2 separate regions of the Gossypium hirsutum genome follow, and region 2 is linked to region 1. A link is a contact called in public Hi-C data. All regions are on one chromosome and are shown on one strand. The core of a region is the stretch at or near the end of the contact, and the rest is flanking DNA. Distances in the headings are between cores, read along the strand shown.

Evidence for each region. A called contact is a pair of places that touch in the nucleus more often than the background predicts.
Region 2: a contact with region 1 is called in a Hi-C map of leaf, with 2.1 times the contacts expected there. The contact joins two enhancer-like sites. A contact is called at or near these places in 2 of 34 Hi-C or Micro-C datasets (hypocotyl and leaf).

What each region holds. Positions count from the first base shown.
Region 1 is chrD12:48,926,719-48,931,482 of Gossypium_hirsutum_v2.1, forward strand. It overlaps the pseudogene LOC107946300. Among protein-coding and RNA genes, the nearest start is that of LOC107946298, 15 kb to the left of the region's middle. Within about 2 kb of position 2,258, at least 8 of the 9 cell types and tissues checked have an H3K27ac peak or open chromatin away from gene starts, as enhancers often do. A contact at or near this core is called in hypocotyl and leaf, where this site is marked.
Region 2 is chrD12:49,048,535-49,053,694 of Gossypium_hirsutum_v2.1, forward strand. No RefSeq gene overlaps it. Among protein-coding and RNA genes, the nearest start is that of LOC107947587, 37 kb to the right of the region's middle. Within about 2 kb of position 1,582, at least 3 of the 9 cell types and tissues checked have an H3K27ac peak or open chromatin away from gene starts, as enhancers often do. A contact at or near this core is called in hypocotyl and leaf, where this site is marked.

The DNA of each region.
Region 1 (4,764 bases), core at 1,008-3,507:
TACGGGCAGATAAACATGGTGTTCCAGTTTCTTTTTCCTATACATTCTCTAACATTATCTGTGCATTGAATATTTCTTACTTTGAGCAGTACTCAGGTGACTGATAGGCAGACTATAGTTGATGATTTCAATAATGACACTTCAATATTTGCGTGCTTGTTGTCCACGAGAGCTGGAGGGCAGGGTTTGAACTTGACAGGAGCTGATACTGTAATTATCCATGACATGGATTTTAATCCACAGATTGACCGGCAGGCTGAAGATCGTTGCCATCGAATTGGCCAAATTAGGCCAGTTACTATATACAGGTGCTCAGAAATACCCTTCTTTTCCCATTTTTTATTTCTTCTTCTTGGCTCATCAATGCATTGTGAAGTTGTAGATGCAAAATTAACATAGTTTCGTATCATTTGCAGGCTGGTTACTAAAGGTACTGTTGATGAGAATGTTTATGAGATTGCAAAAAGGAAGTTGACTCTGGATGCTGCAGTGCTAGAGTCAGGTATTGATATAGAGAACGAAGGTGACACATCTGAGAAAACGATGGGACAAATACTGACATCACTACTGATGAACTAGAACTAAACTAGTATGTGATAGATTTTTGTTTTCTTTACTTTTGCTTATTCTTTGTACACATAAGACCCATTGTTGTATCAGTTCGTAGATGAAGAGAAAATTGTCTTGATCTATTAGATTTAGGATCATTTGAGGGGAAAATCAACCTTTAAAATTTTTAGGGCATGCCTTACATGGGTATTAATTAGCCAACACCAACATAGAAGAATATTTATGAGAAAATTATTAGCAGGAGAGATGGTGACTTTTCGGTGCCTTTCAGATAGAAGTATCAAAACCCCACCTCCTGAATGGCTCCATCTTCTCCTTAAAGAGAAACTAATTGATTTGTGATCTTACATTTGATATAGTAAAGAGTACCAATATTATTATTATCTTAGAACCCTTTTACTTGGTGGAGGTGGATTTACATCGGTATGAACAAATTTTGGTAGTTGGCAGCTAAGTTATTTTTGGAGGTGATTATTTGATACGGGTATGTGTTTGATAGGCTCAAGTATTTTTTTTCTTTTCTTTTCAAAGTATTATTTCCCTCTTCATGCTCAGAGGATTATATTTTGTGCTCATGTCCAAATGCGTCAAATATAGTTATTGAACATTTGTATTTTAGGAAAAATAAATAACTTGGATAGATACGGAGCATATTAAGAAGAATGAAGAGTACCTTAGAGAAAATAAAGCATCTGAGTAATATAGATTAGTAAATTGGTAAATTTCTGGTAAGCTATGAAGATGCCTCGGAGTTTAGGGAATTTGGATATGCAGATGATATGAACTGTTAATTAGCGTTCTGATGTTTGAATGATGGAAAAGTTTGAGGGCAGGAATATATTTTCACAAGAACGAACACTTCTCTATTGATTGACTCAAACATACCACGTGATAAAATTTCATGCGTAAACTATTTTTAGTTCAAATTGCAAATTCTGCTTTTTTTAAATCTTGTAATTGGCATGTAGTATATGGTAGGCATAAGGTTTGTAATACAAGGCACGAGGGAGGGAATATTTGTGGGATAGGGATGGAGAGCAGCCCCCCCATGTGGAGGGCTGGAGGCGGAGAAAAGATGCAGGGGCCACTCCAGGGTGGGGCGCCCTACAATTACTTCTCGTCTACGGCCTACCCTACCAAATAACAATTGCCATCACCATTGGACCGTACTACCTATCTCTACCGAGGTAATTCATGTCTCCTTTGTTCACATGATATATTTTAAGGTAAATAAAAGATAAAATGTTATTTCTAAGGTACTGTTGATACGAAATGTTAAATACTTTAATAATGATTAAGAAGTCGAGATTCGAAGGTACACATGTTTTTGAATACTAAAATAAAAGAGAAATCCTCTCAAATTTTGGATTAATTTTTAATATTGGATAAGTAACGCCCACCTTCGAAAATTAATGGTAGATATAAAGACATGGTTTTAGGTAAGCAATGGTCCAGAATCTATAAATGGGTTGCATGGAGGAGGTAAAATGAGTGAGTCCATCAATCAATGATACTAAAAGAGGGGGTTTGGGAATGGGAAAAACATGGAAAAATTGTTAGTTGGAATGTAATTTCGCTTAAAATTCCGTTTTAAAGATATTTGTTGCTGCGTCCATCCCCATCTCCTTTTTCTCTCTCTTTCTCTTTCATGTTAAGAGAATCTTTTTACGGCTTTGATGAAAATGATGATTGATGGAGAAAATTTGGCTGCCCGTGACCTCCAACCGTCTCTTTTACTTGCTGTCATTATTTGTAGGTTAAGTGGTTAAAATTTACCCCCCAAAAGAACAGAAAATTCCTGCTTAAAAGTGACACCATGAATCATTTGATTTGTTCAGGTTTGGTTTCTACTTTCCTTTGTGCTTTTAGACTCTGACGGAAGGTCGTTTTGATTTTTAAAAAATACATTAAAAATTAATTGAACTGAAACTGACTTCAGTTTTTTTTTTGACAGAAAACTGACTTCAGTTGATTGGTTTAATAGGTTTTCTATTATATATAAAGAAAAAGGTTGCCTAAAGACTAGATCTTGAGCATGAACATGAAGTCAACCATAAACTTGAAATTAAAAACAAATCTCTTGTTAGTGATTTAGAATAAAAAAATTAAAACACTTCAAAATTAGTATTTTTCAATAATTTATTTTTACATACCTTTGATAATTCAAAATAACAAATAATTTTGATAGATTTTTTTCTATAAAAAAGTGTGGAACATGATATGTAAATAAGTAAAATCTTTTAATTAATTCAATTTTAATTTATTTGTTTTTACATTTTATTATTTCATAAAAAATGATGTTTAAAATTTAATTTTATCTAGAATAAAGTGAAATATTTAAAAATTAAGGATGCAAATTTTTATAATTTAAAATTTTTATTTATCAAACACTCAAATTCTATTTGGTAATCAATTATAAATAATATATTTTATAATTTAAAATTTTAATTATTGCTTATCTTTTAATACTTTAATTTTTAATTTATCAATTAGTTTAAAAAAAATTAGGTAGGAATAATAAATAAGTTAACTTTTGTAATACAAGTTAAGGAGAATTAGCAGGATTTTCTGGAACTCTACTGTCAGAATAAGAACAGTGATGGATTAATTAGATTTGTTTAATTAATAAAACTTAAACACTCCATTACACAGAAGAAGGAATTAAAATAAAAAAAGAAATAGTGGGGGTGGTGGGTAGAGGTCATATTCCCAGTGCTTGTCAAAACATGTCTCTCTCTCTTAAATGCTTGAATCCGAGCAGAGAGACAGTAAAAAGTAAGAGAGGCGAGGCAAGGGCAATGGAGGAGTGGGCGCCATGTGTCCTTAGAAACCCAGGTGTCGCCATCAGCTCACATGCATGAAACCCAATTCACATGTTTCCCTGTTTTAATGAAAAATTGTACATTCATTCTTGTGGGTATTCATTCCAGTTTCACCATCTCCATATTAATTGCAGTTCCTTTTTAACTGCTGCCTGGCTACACCACACAAAGCTATCCATCCCAACTTCTAAACACTGTTTCAAATGTGCTCCGCCGTTTTTCAACTTCTCCACTCCCTTACACCCTCTAACTGTGAAAACAACTATTTTATATGGATGATACACAGCAGGGATGCAGTGCAGTGTATAACATCTTACATATATTTTATAATATTTTATTATTTATTTTTAATGACTTTGAAAATTAGTTATTAAATATATATCGTAATACTTTATGAATCTTATGCCAATAAATAAATGAGACTTTAATTCATAGTATTTTGGTGTGTGTTTAAATTATTTCGATTGGTTGGTGAAACTAATTCACTCCAGGGATAGATATACTCTACTCAATATTACAAGCTTACAGTATAAATACAAACTAGTGGGTGAATTTTATTTTATTTAATTAAAATATTTGAAATCAAATTTAAAACATTATTTTATATTTTAAAATTGTTGTTTAATTTTGTTAATATAGCAACAAAAAAAAAACTTTATGGATATTATTAAATTTTAATAATACATTATACATTACATTATAATACAAATATTCTAAGCACTATAAATGGTTAACTAAATAATAATTGTTTTTTTACTTATAAATAATGATTTAATTATTTCAATCATCATTATCTAAATTAATGGGTTTGCATACTTAAAATGGAAAAAATTAATTTTAATATTAGTAATATAGATATACTTTGAGATTTAAGATTTAATAATTTGGCATTTTAAAATAATTCTCTGAATTAATGCTAGTTTATTGATAGGGATAATGATTTATACTTAAAAAGTTTAAATTATAGTTCTATTCATTTGTTGTAGATAGGATTAATTTAATTTGAAGTTTAAAGGTAGAACTTTTGTTACCGTAATTGCTCTTTATTAGTATAATAATCATTAATGTTTGAATGGGTCAATGAATATTATTTTTACTTATTTTGTTTTATGAGTCGAAAAATAAAAAAGATAACCCTCGTCCCCTTTTACATCAACAATGTATGTCAAAAATTAAATTTACGAAGGCTCTTATATTCATTAAATTATCTTTCACAATACAAATCTTAAGAAAAAAAAGAGCAAAAATGGAATATAATTATCTCAATATAACCTAATACCAATGATCTTAAACAAGTCCCTTATATATGTATATATTACGGGAAACTATTTGCAAGTAAATTGGAAAAACCGGTACTTATGTGTAGTACCAT
Region 2 (5,160 bases), core at 332-2,831, 120 kb after region 1:
TATATATCATATCGATCTAAAATACTCTATATGTTAATATATATTCAACGATTAATTTTTTTTACATAAAACAAATAGTTAGAAGTTTTAAATTTATATTAAATTGGATATGCATGATCTACATGAATAGATCGTAAAATATAACAGTGGAATCATTAAAATATTAATTATATAAATAGTTATGTGCCAATGGTCCTTTGGTGGTTCTTATGGACAATCTGTATCAAGTGGCTGAAAACGGATATCCCTCATTTGGGTGGCATGAGGTATGCAAATGATGAGAGGTATGCGGGTGGCAGGTTATTGACCAACCGGGTGATCACTACAAATGGTACAAAATAGAAGACCATTCATAGATGCCTTCTAAATTGCTTCTCATATTGCCATGTGTCTAAATTAAGGTAAAAATATAATAAATAAATAAAAAAGGATGATAACTAAAAATTTCAATTTATTAATCTTAAAACTTTCGCTAACTAATTTGCAAGACGAAGACATGATTTAATACAACAGTTGAGGTTGCAGTTTGTGGATAAGGAAAGATATTGCAAAATAATGTGGAGACGCAAATCAGAATATTTATTAGATGCCATCCATGGATGAACTGAATTAAGTTTGGGCATATAATTTGATTGAGCAACTATACAAAAAAATATGAATATTGGAGATGTTTTGTTTTTCTTCTTATTTTTATTCCTTTGTCTTGTGGTCCTTTCCACATCCTTACTTGTTTTTAACGCTTATAACTTCTGATGGCATTTTGTTTAGCCTGATTAAGACAAATACTAATTTATGTTGCTGTTCAACATATGACTAATTTAAAAAATTATAGAGTTCAAATAACATATGACCTAAGTGTGTATGGAATTATATATTAAGTTATCAATCGAGTTAATGTCACAAATCAATTGAGCACCAACTTGTGACACAAATTCAATTAGGTAATGACTAAAATATCATTATTTTACAAAGTGAAATAAACTATTTTAGGGTGTTTTTGTCCTTTTACATCTTTTATATTAAAAAGTTAGAGAAATAAATTTTCCAATTAAAACTACATTTATTTTTATATTAATTTTTTATAAATATATTTGTTGCATAATTCCGCTCTCCACCCATATATATTTATAATTAAATAATTAATTTAAATTTTGGAGTCCTCATTGTTGGAAGAACTTTACCTGAATTCACTTCGAATTTTGTAATTAAATCTCATATTTATAGCTCTAGTTATTCAAACTTGAGCTCTAACCTCAGGTACAAATTCAAGGGCTAACCGAATAGATGGAGGTGGAATCAAAATCCATTTTAATTCCAATGAACTCCTTTGGGGAAGAAGATCCTTTTCCATCTCTTAGATTTGCCTTTTTAGTGTTAATTTCAATTTAAATTGCTTAATTAATTTCAAAACCCTACCAAACGATTTACCTAGTCCCAAGGCCGAAAGAAGAGGCCCCATCATAGGAGAACCCTTAAAACAGTGAGCTTTTACGTGACAATGACAAATATATATCATATACTCAGAAACCGTGGGAAATAAAGGGAAAGGAAGCTTCTTGGAAAGCTCAAATAAAGCCATTGATGTACTTAAATGTCAAACCAAGACAAGGTTTGGAACAATGATGACAATAGTTAGAAAAAGGTTGTGTTATGTATGTCCCATGCTTTCATGCACGCACCAGGAAGCATCCATCCACCACTGCCATGCAACTTTCCTCCTGCGTAAAGGAAACTACGTTCTCACACAAGAACAAATTGAATAATAAGCAAAATAATGTCAGATTTTATTTAGAAATTCTTCTCACTTGTTGTTTTGTGATAAAAGTAACTTAAAGAAAATTACATTTGAATCTTTACACACATGCTAAATTCAATTACCACAACTTAATACTTATTGTTAGTGCAACAAGTCGCTGATCTTAGCAACTGAGACTTGTTTTGCATCTTTTGACTTGTAATATACGACTATTTTTTTTCAATATTTTATGTAGTGTGAAATATTTAGTACATAATCCATTGAAAGATGTTATTGAAAAATATCTCGTTTGATTGAGGTGAAATTTCTATAAATATTAGATATATGTGTATCATATTAGCTTTATTCAAAAACATCAAAAAACATTTGACAACCGCAACTCAAATTCATACTACACTTGAGGCGGTGAACACTCTTAACCATCATACCATCACTAGTATACAACAAAAAATAGTGAGGGTTTTAAAAACAAATATAAATTTATTTGGTTAAAAATAAATATTAATTATAATTGTTAAACATAAATAAATACAAAAGCACCCAAAATCAAAAATGAAAATTCAAAATCCAAAATCTAAAACTTAAAGTAAAAAAAGAAGAAGTATAAATTATATTTAATTATGTTTAAATAAAGTTAATGTTAAGCCTTTCAATATTTTTTATTTTACACCATTAATGATGTGTTATCTTATAATTATTAAGTAACGGTGCATGAGACTTATTTACTAATAGCGTATCATATATTAATCCTTAATACATTAGATTTAGTAGTAAGAGTATTGTGTTGTATAGTACATAAACTTGGATTCTGTATCAATATATTACATTTATCACTTTAAACCAGTGACAACATTTCCAGAACATTAATTTCAATACAACATTTTCACTAGAACTGGAAACAAACCCATAATGTTCTTCAATGAAACATGTTTATGACCATTATATCAAAAGTCTAAAACCACCAAATCAAGGAGAGACAGAAAATTGAAGAAAGGGGAATAAGAAAAGGACCAGAACTTGAACAAGTGCAGCTTCCAAAAGAAACTTCATCCATTGCTAAACCTAGAAAAATCACTGATGGGTCCAATGGGCCTTTACTCGATTCCTTCATCTTACATTGATATATTCAAGGCCTAAAAACGATGAGCCACCTCCATGGCTCCCCTCTAAAATTCTAAGACGGGAATAACAATACCATTCGATTTTAATATATACATATTTATCTTAAAATTTCATTGCTTTGAATCGAATTTTTATTGAAAAATATCTTTTATGAAATTTTTTAAATTTATTTTTTTATTAATTTTAAAATAATTTAATTTAATTTATTTATTTAGTGTCAACAAGCACCATTAATGTGACAAATCGATATCCGACTCGATCGTCAGGTTTGAGTTACACAATGTCACATTTGTTGTCGGCGTAACTACAATCAAATTACGAGTAAATTTCACCATTAAATAATTAATTTCAATTAAAACGTGTAAGCCTTACTGTTGGGGATAAACCCGATTAAGTAACGAACAAGTAAAATAACAAAGAAATTGAAAAGATTGAATACAAATATTTTACGTGAAAAAATCCCTCCGAAGAGGATAAAAAACCACAAGTAAAGATAAATTCACTATAATGGCAAAAACGAAGAGTAGAAAGGTGGAGATAAAAACTAAACCCGAAAATAAGAACCCTCCAAACTTAAACACAAAATTCCTTAAAAGCTAATACCTAAATGTGTAATGGGTTAAATCTTTCTAGGGTAGAAAAGTATCTATTTATAGACTAAATTCGTAGGTCAAATAATATTAAAATAATCTGCACTAATCAGAGTTCGACTAAGACAAATAATCATAATTTAATTGGAAGAAGAAAATCGAGAAAATTGCATGCCACGTTTCCACGTCGCGATGTCCCCTGTCGTATTGTCGCGACATCGTTTCTACTTCTCCTCTGTTTTCGTCGTTATGATGTCACATGGCTTCTCATCACGACGTTGTTCTCTATTTGTACCTAAATTTGACTGAAATGCAAGACATACTCCACAAATCTCTACCTTGACTCATATTTCTATAATGTCTTCTTTTCCAAAGCTCGCCATGGGCCTATCTCAAACTATGTAGAATATTAACTAAGTCGAAGTTGTGCTTGAATTTTGAAGCTGGAAGACTTCTAGCCTTCGACTTATACATTGCAAAATCAAAACTGACACAGGTCTGATTTCCATGGACACAGTGCCCTATATTTTCAAAATTTGTACCCAAAAAAGAACCTCTCTTATATAAAAAGGTCATACATTTTTCCCTTCTATGATCAAATTGTCACCGCTTCAAACAAGTCCGACATGGTCTGACTAGCTTTCAAGTTTGTACTATGTTACTTTTCATTTAGTTTATATATATAATTTATAGCAAATAAAGAATTAAATATATTATACTAGAATATAAATATTAAAAATATAATAAGTAATACTTTAAAAATAAAAAAATATGAATGAGCCTAAATGAGTGTAGATTAACTATTTACAAATATGAACAAGTTTCAATAAAATTTGAAGTTCATATTTAGGTATAGGTTGGACTTTGTCAATTAATAATGTGCATAAACTTGACCAGAATTTAATCCGACTTGATGCATGAACAACTTAAATTGAAATAAAATTTCAACTAGTGAGTCTCGCTCTTTTTCAAAATTTATTTTTTGAATCGAATAATTTTTACTTAAGTTGGAATAGAAAAATTAAATCAATGAAAACAATGGTTAAAAACTTAACTATTAGATTAACTCAATATTTGGTACTTTTATTTTTCTATTCTATAAAAAAAGTGGTTATGAATTGAGTTATTTTATTTTTATTATAACTATTATTTATTAATAAAGAATTTAAAAATAAATTAAAATTTGAATGAAGGTTGTATTTTTTATAGAAGTAAAAAAAAAAAAAAAGGTGATGCGGGTAGAGAATTAAGGAAGTCACCACCGATTATTAAAATTATATAAAGAGCATCCATGACCGTCGGGGTTTTTACATTGGCATGAAGATGAAGAGCCTTCCTGAAAATGGGTCTGTCACCTCCTTGCCTTTCTATCATCAACATACTTTTGATAAATATAGGAGGCAAAAGCACAGAGAGCCAGCAATTACCTTCACACCATCTTGTCATGGAAACCCAAAGACTACGTTGGAGAAGAGAGATGAGATAACAAAAAGCCAAGCCCACAACACACACACCACATACTTGCCACGTTACACCTGTCCAAACCAATGTGTACACATAACAAATTGTTCCTCATAATTATTTGTACTACAAAATTTAAGAAAAAAAGTTTTTAGATTTTACAAATAGATTTAAGATATAGTAAAATATTAAAAAAATACATTAAGATTATGAAATAAAAAAAGATAAATT